3 separate regions of the Mus musculus genome follow, and all the other regions are linked to region 1. Evidence: chromatin contacts called from public HiChIP or PLAC-seq data. All regions are on one chromosome and are shown on one strand. Each heading gives the region's core, a stretch centred on a gene start, on an enhancer-like site or on the middle of the called end of the contact. The rest is flanking DNA. Distances are from core to core; before and after follow the strand shown. Region 1 has its middle 18 kb from the start of Rnf130. Region 2 holds the start of Mgat4b (mannoside acetylglucosaminyltransferase 4, isoenzyme B). Region 3 has its middle 15 kb from the start of Ltc4s.

The links. HiChIP or PLAC-seq counts read pairs in DNA pulled down with a chosen protein or histone mark.
Region 2: a contact with region 1 is called in an H3K4me3 HiChIP or PLAC-seq map of embryonic stem cells, with 4 times the contacts expected there. The contact joins the promoter of Mgat4b here to the enhancer-like site in region 1. A contact is called at or near these places in 8 of 39 promoter capture datasets (the HPC-7 cell line, HPC-7-derived erythroid cells, hematopoietic stem and progenitor cells and 4 more), 11 of 484 Hi-C or Micro-C datasets (the AML12 cell line, B cells, the G1E-ER4 cell line and 5 more), 12 of 115 datasets of contacts at active chromatin or transcription factors (the HPC-7 cell line, the SCID.adh cell line, bone marrow-derived dendritic cells and 5 more) and 3 of 9 other capture datasets (adipose tissue, liver and pancreatic islet).
Region 3: a contact with region 1 is called in an H3K27ac HiChIP or PLAC-seq map of embryonic stem cells, with 5 read pairs. The contact joins two enhancer-like sites. A contact is called at or near these places in 8 of 39 promoter capture datasets (the HPC-7 cell line, HPC-7-derived erythroid cells, hematopoietic stem and progenitor cells and 4 more), 5 of 484 Hi-C or Micro-C datasets (the 63-12 cell line, the G1E-ER4 cell line, embryonic stem cells and 2 more), 4 of 115 datasets of contacts at active chromatin or transcription factors (embryonic stem cells, fetal liver and trophoblast stem cells) and 4 of 9 other capture datasets (adipose tissue, embryonic stem cells, liver and 1 more).

Annotation. Positions count from the first base shown.
Region 1 is chr11:50,005,646-50,009,767 of GRCm38.p6, reverse strand. No RefSeq gene overlaps it. Among named protein-coding and RNA genes, the nearest start is that of Rnf130, 18 kb to the left of the region's middle. Within about 2 kb of position 1,302, at least 6 of the 459 cell types and tissues checked have an H3K27ac peak or open chromatin away from gene starts, as enhancers often do. A contact at or near this core is called in embryonic stem cells and uterus, where this site is marked.
Region 2 is chr11:50,223,239-50,226,901 of GRCm38.p6, reverse strand. Mgat4b (mannoside acetylglucosaminyltransferase 4, isoenzyme B) reads right to left here and starts at 1,567. Exons shown (of 15, transcript NM_145926.3): 1 at 1,163-1,567. The coding sequence starts at 1,259. It overlaps Gm36556 (a long non-coding RNA gene), which reads left to right and starts at 1,681. Exons shown (of 2, transcript XR_388620.4): 1 at 1,681-2,088; 2 at 2,291-3,663.
Region 3 is chr11:50,251,307-50,255,022 of GRCm38.p6, reverse strand. No RefSeq gene overlaps it. Among named protein-coding and RNA genes, the nearest start is that of Ltc4s, 15 kb to the right of the region's middle. Within about 2 kb of position 2,157, at least 131 of the 459 cell types and tissues checked have an H3K27ac peak or open chromatin away from gene starts, as enhancers often do. A contact at or near this core is called in embryonic stem cells, where this site is marked.

The sequences.
Region 1 (4,122 bases), core at 53-2,552:
TGAGGACCTATCTCAGGAACTAAACAAAACCCAAGGCAGAAGAAATTCGAGATCAAATGGGGAAATTATAAACAATAAAAATGTCTTTGGGAGGCAATATTTTGCCCCGTCAAGGTCAATCTCAAAGTCAGCTGGCTCCCAGAGCATTGTGGAGCATCTATTAAAACGTTCTGTAACTCTGGTGGGCCATCTGTAGGGTAGGGTAGACTCTAACCAGCGTTCAGCCTACTAGTAATTGACCCTGCTAATCAACACAGTAAAAAAATTTCCTTACTGCTTCCAAGCAAAGTCAGTGTCAAACCAGGGCATTGGCTCTTCCTCATCCAGATGGAACCACTGGTAAAAGGAAGGCTAACAGAACCAGAGGTTCCCCCAAGCTCAAGTGACCAGATCCTCGGGAAAACAAAAGAGAAGAAAACGGTTAATTTTGGGCACCTAACAGGCCACCTAAAACCCAACAGGAAAGTATGAGCAAAGATAAAAATGATGCGTATGTTTCTTTAACAGTCCAAGGAGGATCCCACACCCAGACAGTAGGCTTAAGAGGTATTATTTAGACAACCATTTCTCACCAATGATTTTCTTCCTGATAAGGAAAATGCTGCCCAAGATTCAGGACATCATGACCTTGGTTTCTTTCCTTCAACACTGCAGGGCTTATTTGAAGCCAAGAAAATCGGGCCTCTTATCCTTTTAAACTAAAAATCAAATAACGGCTAAATTTTCTCTCTCTCTCTCTCTCTCTCTCTCTCTCTCTCTCTCTCTCTCTCTCTCCCTCTCTCTCCTTTTTTCGAAGTCATCTGGGAGGGACCACACACTGATTCTAGGAACTCCAGGGCTGGGAATGTCCTGGTGCATGGGGCATGGGGGTGGGGTGGGGTGGGGTGGGGTGGGGGAGAAATGAAAAGGAAAAGAAAGAAAACATGACTGTTCCTAGGTATGGCGGAGGAGAAAGTTTATTGTAGATATGTGGGAGAGTGTAGTTAGTAAAAGGGACATCTGGAAGAGTTCAGAGTGTTCTTGGCCAGACTGGGCTGTGCAATGTGGAGAGAGGGGGAGGGGAAGAGAAAGCAGAGAGAGGGGGACCAGGTACAGCGTCCAGGAGGCCCAAATGTACAAAAGGAGCAGGTAACCAAAGTGGTAAGATTATATAAGAGGAGCAGCCCAGCTCCCTGGGTTGAGTTCAGGATAGGGAGTGGGGTATGCCAGGTAGAAGGGCCCTGTAACAGATAGGGACAGAGGGATGCAGGGAGAACCTGGAGGGATGCAGGGAGAACCTGGTAGCCGGTGTCTGCTTTGATATGTTAAATAGGCACCGCAGCCATTCGTCCTGGGTTGCTTTTCTCCAATGGACTGACGCCCTCATGAGCTCCTCAAAAGATTCTAATGAACTTTGATTTTTAGGAACGCTCTCTGTTCAGGCTTCTCCTGGCCCCCTGGCTAGGACTTGTAATGCTAATCACTTTTGCTTTTACTTCTTCATAATTCTGTGCAGGCACTAGTCAAGGACTTCCCTTCCTTCCTACACCTGGCTGTTACTCAATGGAGCTACCGATACACCATCGATACTCCATCGGGGGTCTTTAGACAGGCCCACTGCAGGGGTACCCTCACTACCATATCTGACACCCCCATTCAGCTGGAAGAAGCCTGATCCACCATCTCTGCAATTTTATAATGGCAGTCAGGGTTCAGAGGGCGGGGCATGTTGACGACAAAGTCAGAATAATGAGGCAGTTCGGAGTAAAAAGCCCCCAAAGAAAAGGAGTCAGTTTCTGCCTTGGTTAAAAGCCAGAAATGGCTCCGAGCCTCTTGGCAACCTCATCCTTGCCACAGGGCACAGATGCCAAACCTGTCTGGGAGCTCTGAATCCTGATCTCGTTCACATATGATTTTAGGGTTACTTCTTCAGGGAAAATGTTAGCGTAACAATGAAGGTTCTTTAAGAAAAGGATTCCTAGCCGGGCGTGGTGGCGCACGCCTTTAATCCCAGCACTCGGGAGGCAGAGGCAGGCGTATTTCTGAGTTCGAGGCCAGCCTGGTCTACAAAGTGAGCTCCAGGACAGCCAGGGCTATACAGAGAAACCCTGTCTCGAAAAACCAAGAAAAAAAAAAAAAGATTCCTTTTTGGTCAGGAGATAGGATCTAAGCCTAGGTGGAACTTGACATTCCAGTTGGGTATTCCAGTCACCACTAGGAAGGCTTTGCTAAACAGGCAGACAGAATACTTTTTCCTATAATGAGATACTTTTTCCTCCTACAATTCTTAAGGTTGAGGTTCGTGTGGGTCTGCCCACCTTTCTGAGGCTGGACTCAGAGGTCTAACTTTTCCTTTCTTTTTTCTGTCTTCTTCTTTCAGATGCTGGCCAGAAGCTAAGTGTGCTTTTTGTGATGTTTTAGGCTTCCTTGCTTTCTCTCTAAATACTCACCCACCTTCATGAGGCTGCCTGCCCTCTGTATTTCTGACCTCCATGGTGGCAGAAGCATCATGGCTGCTTCTCTTTCTCTTCTCTGGGCAGCTGCTGAGGTTTATAGTTTGCCTGCCCTGGGATGTTTTTCTTTTAAGCTCTAATAAAATTGTCCTTAAGCCTCCATTTGAGTTCATTCTTGAATTCTTTTTATTAATGAGACTAAGATCCCAAGAGGGGACCCCAGATTCCCCTGTATCAGCACCAGCAGTGGGGCTCCACCCTGAAACACATGGCCCATGGTGTACATTTAAGATTCAAACCGTAACAAAGCTCTGTGGTCAATTTACTTTTATTAGAATTTGATCTATACATTTGAAATCTCCATTGAATATAGCTAATTTAATAAGCAAGTGACTCTTTGTCAGGTCCAAAGGAAACAACAGAAATTCCTTTGTCATGTCAGGTGTCATGGCACTTGCCTGTATCCATGCACCCAGAAGGCTTGTTTTCAACGTTAGTCTGGACTGCATGATGAGAACCTGAGTGGAAACTTCTGGATTCTTTGGAAAATCAGTTATGTCAATGATGTTTTGCTGGGGCAGACACAGGTAAAAGGATGTTTTGCTATATAAGCAGGCACATAAAAGGACATGTGCTGTTTAGAAGGGATGTAAACATGTCCCCACATTCAGTGGGAGCTTGAACATTGGTGTCAGGAATTGGTTCTAATGCTTTGTCTTAATTCGACTCCCAAAAGCTGAGCTTTCAGACGCTCAGGGTCCCTGATTCTATCTGGCTTTGATTGGTGATAAAAAATTGCTGAACAGCAAATGGCTAGGCAGAGAGATGGAGGCGGGACTTTTAGATTGTTCAGGCAAGGGCCAAGGGGGAAGAACAGACAGAAGGGCCATGATGGGGAAGCAGAAAGATCAGACTAAAAGGCCTGCCTAAATGTAAGAATCAGGGTAAGTGGCCACAGGGACCACTCCCCTGACTGGGTCTGGGACAGCAGAGATAAAATATAGAGTTAGCAAATATTAACTCAGGAATACTAGAGGGGAGTGTATGCTAGCTGCAGGGAGGTTTAGAAGTGCCCAACCATTGAGCTAGTTAGGCATATTAAAATTTAAGCTAAGCCAGGCATGGTGGTGCACACCTTTAGTCCCAGCACTTGGGAGGCAGAGGCAGGTAGATTTCTGAGTTCGAGGCCAGCCTGGTCTACAGAGTGAGTTCCAGGACAGCCAGGGCTATACAGAGAAATCCTGTCTGAAAAACAACAACAACAAAAATTTAAGCTGGTGGGTGTGTCTGTGTGTCTGTGTGTCTTTCATTCACAAATCCAGAGAACTCTGGAGGATGGCTAGAGGCTTGATCATCTCCTGGGAGAGAGCTCAAAGGAGATTAACTATTCACCACTACACATTGGTTCACTTTGCTCCACCTCCATATACTTCACTGACAGCACCCATGTGTTGGTTCACCTTATATCACATTATTGAGCATTGCTTGTGGTGACTTCATAAGAGAGAAACTCATCAAAGAACTTCTTGTGAGATTCTTGCAGCTTTTTGCGGCTTCCTCAGACTCAGGCAGGTTGGGAAGCCTGGGGTTTCTTCTGGATTGAACTGCAATTGCTGGTTTGTGTGTGGTGTCTGCTGAGTGGACTGGGGAACAATGAACATTGGAATCGCTCCAAAGAACTATGTCTAAA
Region 2 (3,663 bases), core at 318-2,817, 220 kb before region 1:
TAGCTTTCCATGGCTACTCTCCCAAGGGCTCAAAATGTACCCTTCTGGATGCCACACCCTACCTTCAGAGAACCGTCCCCTGGCCATACCCTCCCTTGATAGCTCATTCCATCCCACACTCTCTCTGTGCCAGGCCCTATCGAATCTCTCCTTAGAGTTCCTGACTTGTGATTCTCTCAAGACCAGCCCAGACCTCCACTACCACTAAAATAGGGAAAGTGCTACAGGAGGTGAGGCTGGGCTGAGCAGGCAGGAGCCTGATGCCAGGAGTTGGACTTGCCACAGGCCTCTTCCTGGACCTCCCCTTCCCCGTTTAGCATAACCTTTGGGAACAGAGAGCCTGCTTGAGGGAGGGAGAGAGCTAGCCCACCTCAGCCTGATATGACAGGAAGAACAGAAGGCAGGCAGGAAGGAAGCAGCTCAGAGTCTCCTGTGTCCAGGCTGGGTGGATCATGGTCTCTGAACTCCTCAGCTCCCACTCAGTTTAAACCATTCAACCTAGCTCAGGGGGCTTCCTAGCAGTGCTAGGACCTGTGTCCTTCTACTCCCAAGACGGCTGGCCAAGCTGGGAGGCCATAGTGTGGACTGGCCAGCAAGCCCAAGCTTCGAAGCTGCACCAGGAAAGGCCAAGGAAACCCCACAAAGTGATCACATATCAGGGTTTCTGGGCTAGCTATTCAAGAGGCCCTACAGAGGAACCCTGGGGCTCGGTGCCATGGAGGAGGCTGTAGGCCCCCAGGGAGCAGCGCCCACGGGAGCAGGGCTGCTGCAGAGCACAACAGTGGATGGGGCAGGGAGATGGATACCTTGGCTCTATCTCCTCACCTGTCTCAACAATACTGTGCCAGCTCTTGTCCAAGAGCCTGCACCAGGTTCTCTGGGTACACTACCTCTGTGACCTTGTGTCTCTGCCCCTCTGTGGGAACTCCATAGGTCCTTAACTTGCCAGTGGAAGCGCCCGCCCCTGGCATGGGATAACCGCAGGCAGAGGCCAGTCCCGAGCGCCACACGGAGGCGGGGATCTGGTAACCACTCGCTCCCCTCGGCCAGGCCTGACCAGGGAATTTCGTGATGCCAAAAGCAAACAAGTGGGGCGAGCATGGGAGAGGCTCAGGTGCTCCCGGTGCGGGCCTGAGCAGGCGGCGGCAGGGTGGGGGCTCACCTTTCTGGCCGCTGAGCGCTGCGTACCAGGAGAGCGAGAGGAAGGCGCACAAGCAGAAGAGCAGCAGCGTCAGGAAGGTGCCATTGCGGAGCCTCATCTCCCCCGATGCGCGGCGGGCGCCGGCGGGGCCGAGGCCGCATGGCCCGGGGGACCGGGGCCGGGGCACGGGGGCCCGGAGGCGGCGGGGGCCCCGGCCCCGGAGCGCGGAGGAGCTGCGGGCCCGGGAGAGGAGGCTACAGGCAGGGCGGGAATGGGGACGGGGGTGGAGGGCGCGTGCGAGCTGCTCCTCCGCGGTGCGCGGTGCTGGCGGCCTCGATCTGAGGCTGGGCCGGGGCCGAGCAGGGTTGGGGCAAGGCGGCAAGAGCCGCGGCCGGGCTGGATCCGGGACCGCCGCCGAGTCGACGGGCGAAGGGCGGGGCGGCCGGGATTTAAAGGGGCCGCATCACTCGCCGCCGCTGGGAGCACCGCGAGGGGGCGGGGTAGGAGGCCAGCTCCCGGGATCCCGGCGGGCCCGCCTTGGGAAGGTGGCACGCGCGTGGAATAGCGCGCCCCAGGAAAGTCGCGGCTACAGTGGTGATGAATGAGGGTCAGCTATTGTGCAGCAGGGACAGACGGCGGAGATGCCTGTTCCCCCAAGTCTCCTTTCAGAAGATCCCATGAGCAAGTCCCTACACCTAGACCTTCAAGCCCTCCTCCCGACAGAGAGGATCTGGCATGGGAGGGGCCCGCTGTAGCCGAGCTGAGGTTATCTCTAGCTAGCAGGCTAGCCAGAAAGTGCCAGCTGCTCTCTCTTGCGCCCACCAGTACTCCCTTCTCAGGGCATTCTCTGATGTGCCTCGGAGAGTGTGCTGCGGACCGGGGGAGGCGCTCCTACTCTATCGAACAAGGACAATGGGCCGCTCTCAGGAGTAACAGAGCCGTTGTTTGTAGGTGGAGAGCACCCTCCGGAGCCCAGCCGACTAGCTTCCCGGTGCCAGGCATGCTGTGGGCGGGAGTCAGGCTCAACCTGTAGTTTAGAGGATCACGGGTCCGCAGGGTGACCGGGGGCGGGGGCGGGGCGCCTCTGGTTCCTATTTGTACAGCGGCGCCTAAGACTTTATTGCTGTCTCTTCTTGCATCTTATTACAGACTTCCCTCCATGCCTCTGCGGAACCAGGAACTGGACACACAATGAAAGGACTCACTGAGCCAAGGCAGCCTCGGGGCATGCATTTTGGAAGCGCCAAATCTACTTCCCTTCTTGAGTCTCATCACCATTCAAAATGGAACCAGAAGCTACTTTGTAAAATGGAGCTACTACCTAAGAGCAGAGTGGTGACGGCTACTAAGCCTGAGTTCCATCCCTCAGAATCCACAGGGTGGAAGGAGTGAAATGACTGCTGCAATTGGTTCTCCGATCTCTGCATGGTGTCTATGGCACGACAGTGCCATCCACGTATGATGTCCTGAAAGACCCTGCTTGGAATGACCGTGAGCGCGTGCGGGGGTGGGGTCGGGGGGAGGGGTGATCACACGCTGGGTGGGTGATGGTCTCAGTAAAGTAGAAGCTGCAGTGGTGATCTCACATACACACACACACATACATGCACACGCTTGCGTGCACAATAAAGTGACCCATACCCAGGAGGCAGGAGGATCCTTATGAGTTTAAGGAAGGCTTGGTCTACATTTAGAATTCTTGGCTAGCCAAGGCTGCATACTAAGATTCTGGGGGCAGAGTTGGGGTGGGGAGCTACAGAAGGCAAGGCACAGTCCAAAAGCCACTGTTTTACAGTTTGGAGTGACTTAGAGCAAAGTACAGCCTGATCTTGTTGGAACCTTCTGAGGGGAAGTATCCTGGTGTGTTGTCCTGTTTTCATAGGAGTCTTCTCTGTGGTGCAAAAAATAGTAGGTCTTCATTTTAGTCATATAAAGTTTTAATTTTGTTTAAAAGACAAAACAACAACAACAGTGGAGCCAGTATAGTGTGTGACATGCCTCCAATGCTAGCAGCCAGACAGCAAAGGCAGGAGCTCTGTGAGCCATACATAGTGAGCCCATGTTGTCATTCCCCAAGCCCCCAAAACAGTTTAAGACCAGCTTGATATACATAGAAAATTTAAAATTCTGAGCCAAGTAGAGCTATACAGTGGAACTGTCCTAAAAACAAATAAGGCTAGAGAGGTGGCTCCGTAGTTAAGGTACTTAACCGCTTGCTCTTCCAGAGGACCCACCCCAGTTAGGTCCCCATCAGCTTTTACAGGTGGCTCACAGCTACCTGGAACTAAGGGAAATAGACACCTCTAAGCTCAGTGTGTAGGCATGCACATACTTAAAAAGAAATCTAGAAATCAAGCAACAAAAAGTATATTAGAGCTGGAGTATAGCTGAGTGGTGAAGCACTCAACATCAACTAAAGTGGATGACTTAAGGAAGATGCTATAATGATTAAACCAGTGGATCTGAAGGACATGGACTGTAGGTGAGCACACGGATTTCCCCTCTCCCATTGCTACCTTGGA
Region 3 (3,716 bases), core at 908-3,407, 240 kb before region 1:
TCATAAGCCTAGAAACAGGAACGGGAACACAAGGCACTGTAGGACACTGCCTGTAGGAGCCAGTCTGAATGACCACCATTGCTAGATTGGAGGGAGGGAGGGCTTAGAGACATAGTAGCCCTCTGCTCTGATACAAAATTTGCCACCTTGGCAGAGCCCCCAGCAAGCAGTAGCATCAGGCTTGGCTCGTGGAAGCTTTGAGAAAGCCACCATCCTTCCAGAGGAAAGTCACAATGCAAAAGTAACTGAGGTGTAGGGAGAGGAGGCAGACACTAGAGATGAAGTTACTGTGGGAGGAGTGTTCAGTCTTGTTGGGCCCAAATTCACCAGCCAGGTACATCCAAGAGGACTCATGGGAAGCCAGCCTGGGCCTCTGCAAAGCTGTGTGCTCCTCCTATGACCAGCCTGCCAGTAGCAGAGGTGCCCTGATAGCAAGGAAGATTCTGGATCATAGAGGAATGGGGCCAGGAGGCAGCTCAAGAGCTCCCAGAAGCCAGACCAGTTCAATTATCCTAAGCCCATGGGAGGCTGAGCCAGAAGAATCCCCGCCAATTCTAGGTCAGCCTGGGCTACATAGAGCTTGTCTCAAAAACAAAAAGCAAACACAGGTACTTTGGTGAACTCCTCATCCTGTGTGTGCAGCCTGGAGGGGTAGCCTGCAGTTCCTGCCCTGTGCAGGTCTGGGGAGATGTCAACAGATGGGGGTGGGATACAGCTAGCTCCCATCTAAGATGCTCAACTTGTGACTGCTCTGCTCCTCCACGGCGTGAATGCGATGTGCAGAGGAGGGGCTGCTCCAGGATCTGAGCTTGGGTGTCTTCCCAGTCCTCCCACACACAGCACTGCCTTCTCCCGATGCTTGGCACTGATGCAAGTGCAACTCAAAGGTGCTGCGGCATCCACGGAAAGAGCCGCGGAGGCTCCGCATCTTTGCTGTCGCCGAGCTGGCTATGTGCATAATAAATACATATCATAAAATTTAAAAAAAAACCAAAATACTCAAAAAGGGACACATGGAGTCTGACCCGTGCAGCACATATCTAGACTCTAGCACTCAAAAGGAAGGCCAGGAGTCCGAGGCCAGTTTGAGACAGCACAAAGGAATGACGGGAAGGAGGGAGGGAAGAAAAGGAAGAGTTTAAAAAGGAAACATGGGGAGTGGGTAGTTGGCTCAGTGATAAAGATCATTGGCTGCTCTTTCAGAGAATCCGGTGTCAGTTCCCAGCACCCACATGGCAGCTCACAACCCTCTGTCACTCCAGTTCTAGGAGATCCAACACTCTTCTGACTGGTGGCATCTGGCACACATGTGATGCACATACATACATGGGAGCAAAACACTCAAATCTTAAGACAGAAAAGATGGCACTGGAGCAGTAACAGGAGTGGAGAGAGAATCCAGGAGAGCCGGGGGCAGCTGGAACACTACTGACCTGGCACCATGGCAACCCTGGAAGAGCTGCAGCTGCCACAGCCAGCTGCAAACACCATCACCACTGCTATGAGAAACAAGGCTGATTGATACCAGGTAGCCACCAGCTAACACCAATTCCAGTCTCAAGCCTACAGTGGCAAGCAGCACTAGCCCACATGTCCTGAAGTCTGCAGTGCCAGGTGACAGGGACAAATGGTTATCTATCTCAACAAGGTTTTATGAACAATAGAACTGTTTGAAGTAAGAAGCAGATATGAAGGCCACACATGATGGCACTCCCCTTTGATCCCAGCACTTAAGAGGCACAGGTAGGTGGATCTCTGCTAGTTCAGGCCGGTGTAGTCTACACAGTGAAACCGTGTCTCAAGAACAACAAAACCGACAGCCCCGAGAAGTACCTCCAAACTAAGGACTGGAAATGGATTCAGAGGCAGCCAATGTTACAAGCCCTCACGGAGGGACACTCCACAGCTGTACACACAGCAAAGAGAACCACTTAGACACTATCTGCTCCCTAGAGGTTCTTCACAAAGTCACCAGCAGACAGTTGGGGAGGGGGTGGTAGAACACTCCTGAAGGACAGGCCCAACCACGCCATCCCTATTGCAGGGGAAGATTGCCACCATAAAGTAGGAAAAAACTGCACAGACCAGTTTCCACCCCCCTCTACCAGGAGAGTGATGGAGGCTGCTAACAACCACAGTGCAGGACAGGAGGGTCGGCCAGTGAGACAGCGCGTATACAGTTACAGACCAGAATTCCACAAAGCCTTCCTTGCCAAAGACAGCCTAGAGAGGATGGCAGTAAAAGTGAAAGGCCCAACCAAGGTCAGCAGGCGACTCAACCTCAGCATCCACAACTTCGTCTGCCCACAGATCCCAGGGAACCCCAAACCACAAAGGGCAAAGACAGAAGCCGCTGACCCACCAGCTGAGAGTCCGACCCCCACCTCCGACCCCTGAGGCTGAGCAAGACGAGGCTGAGCAGAAGCTGGCCTAACACACACCTCAGCCATCATCTGATTTAGTGATCTAAGAAGAGATTCCTCAAAGAGAAGCGGATTCCTCAAAGCTGTCCTTTAAGTGTCACACACACTGAGGATAGCTGTTGAGAAGGCTGATCTGACTCCATGACAGGCTTCACACTGGCAGTTCAGGAGACAAGGCCTAACTCTGTTTCCAAGAACTGAGCAAGTCCAGGCAAGTCCCAGGCCTCAGAAGCTGCCCTGGCCTGAGGCAAGGACAACGGGTCAGCAGCAGTTTCCAGACTTCCCCAGAAACAGTTTTCCAGCCCCCATGGCCTGGTAATGGCTCTGGAATGTCCCTAGAGATGGAGCAAGATAAAGGTTGCTGGAATTCCCCTGATGAGCTTTAAATCAGGCCTGCGAGCTCACTTGGTTGTTTCTCTATCTTGATAATGGAGACTGCAGCATGCTGGACTTCTGCAGAATAAAACACTCTGCATTTACGTACTATTTGAGTCTGGGGTGTCATTCTTCTGTGACTAATGAACACTTATACTGTGTGCACACAACAACAACAACAACAACACTCTAAGGGTCCACACAGCTTCTCGAAGTGGTCAGAAAAAGGAAGAAGCCAAAGGGAAAGGTATCTATCTGTCCAGCTGCAGCCAGCCCGCTCCATCTGGAGCAACACACAGGCATCTGGGAATCAGTGGGGCCACAGACCCCATCCCCTAGGCTGATGGCACAACGGGATGCACTGCAGACTTATGTTACTTGACACACAAATTAGAGGTACCTGAGAGGCGGAAACCTCAACTGAGAAAATGTCCTCATAAGATCAGGCTACAGGCAAGTCTGTAGGACATTTTTTATAGTGACTAATGGGGAGGGACCAGTCCACTGTGGGCAGTGCTATCCCTGGGATGATGGTCCTGGGTTCTAGATGAAAGCAGGCTGAGCAAGCCATGTGAAGCAGGGACAGTAAGCCGCATCCCTCCATGGCCTCTGCACCAGCTTCTGCCTGGATCCTGCACTGTTTCAGTTCCCGCCCTGATTTTCTTTTGGTGATGAACAGCAATATGGAAGTGCAAGCCAATTTTGTTTCAACAACAGAAAACCTAACTAAGACATGTATGGGACAGTAGACTGCGCTACCAGACAGAAGAACAGGTTGTACCAAGTTCAGAAACCATAAAAATCTCATAATTAAGAATGCCAGGCTGGGGGGCTGGAGAGATGGCTCAGTGGTTAAGAGCACTGACTGCTCTTCCAAGGGTCCTGAGTTCAATTCCCAGCAACCACATGGTGGCTCAC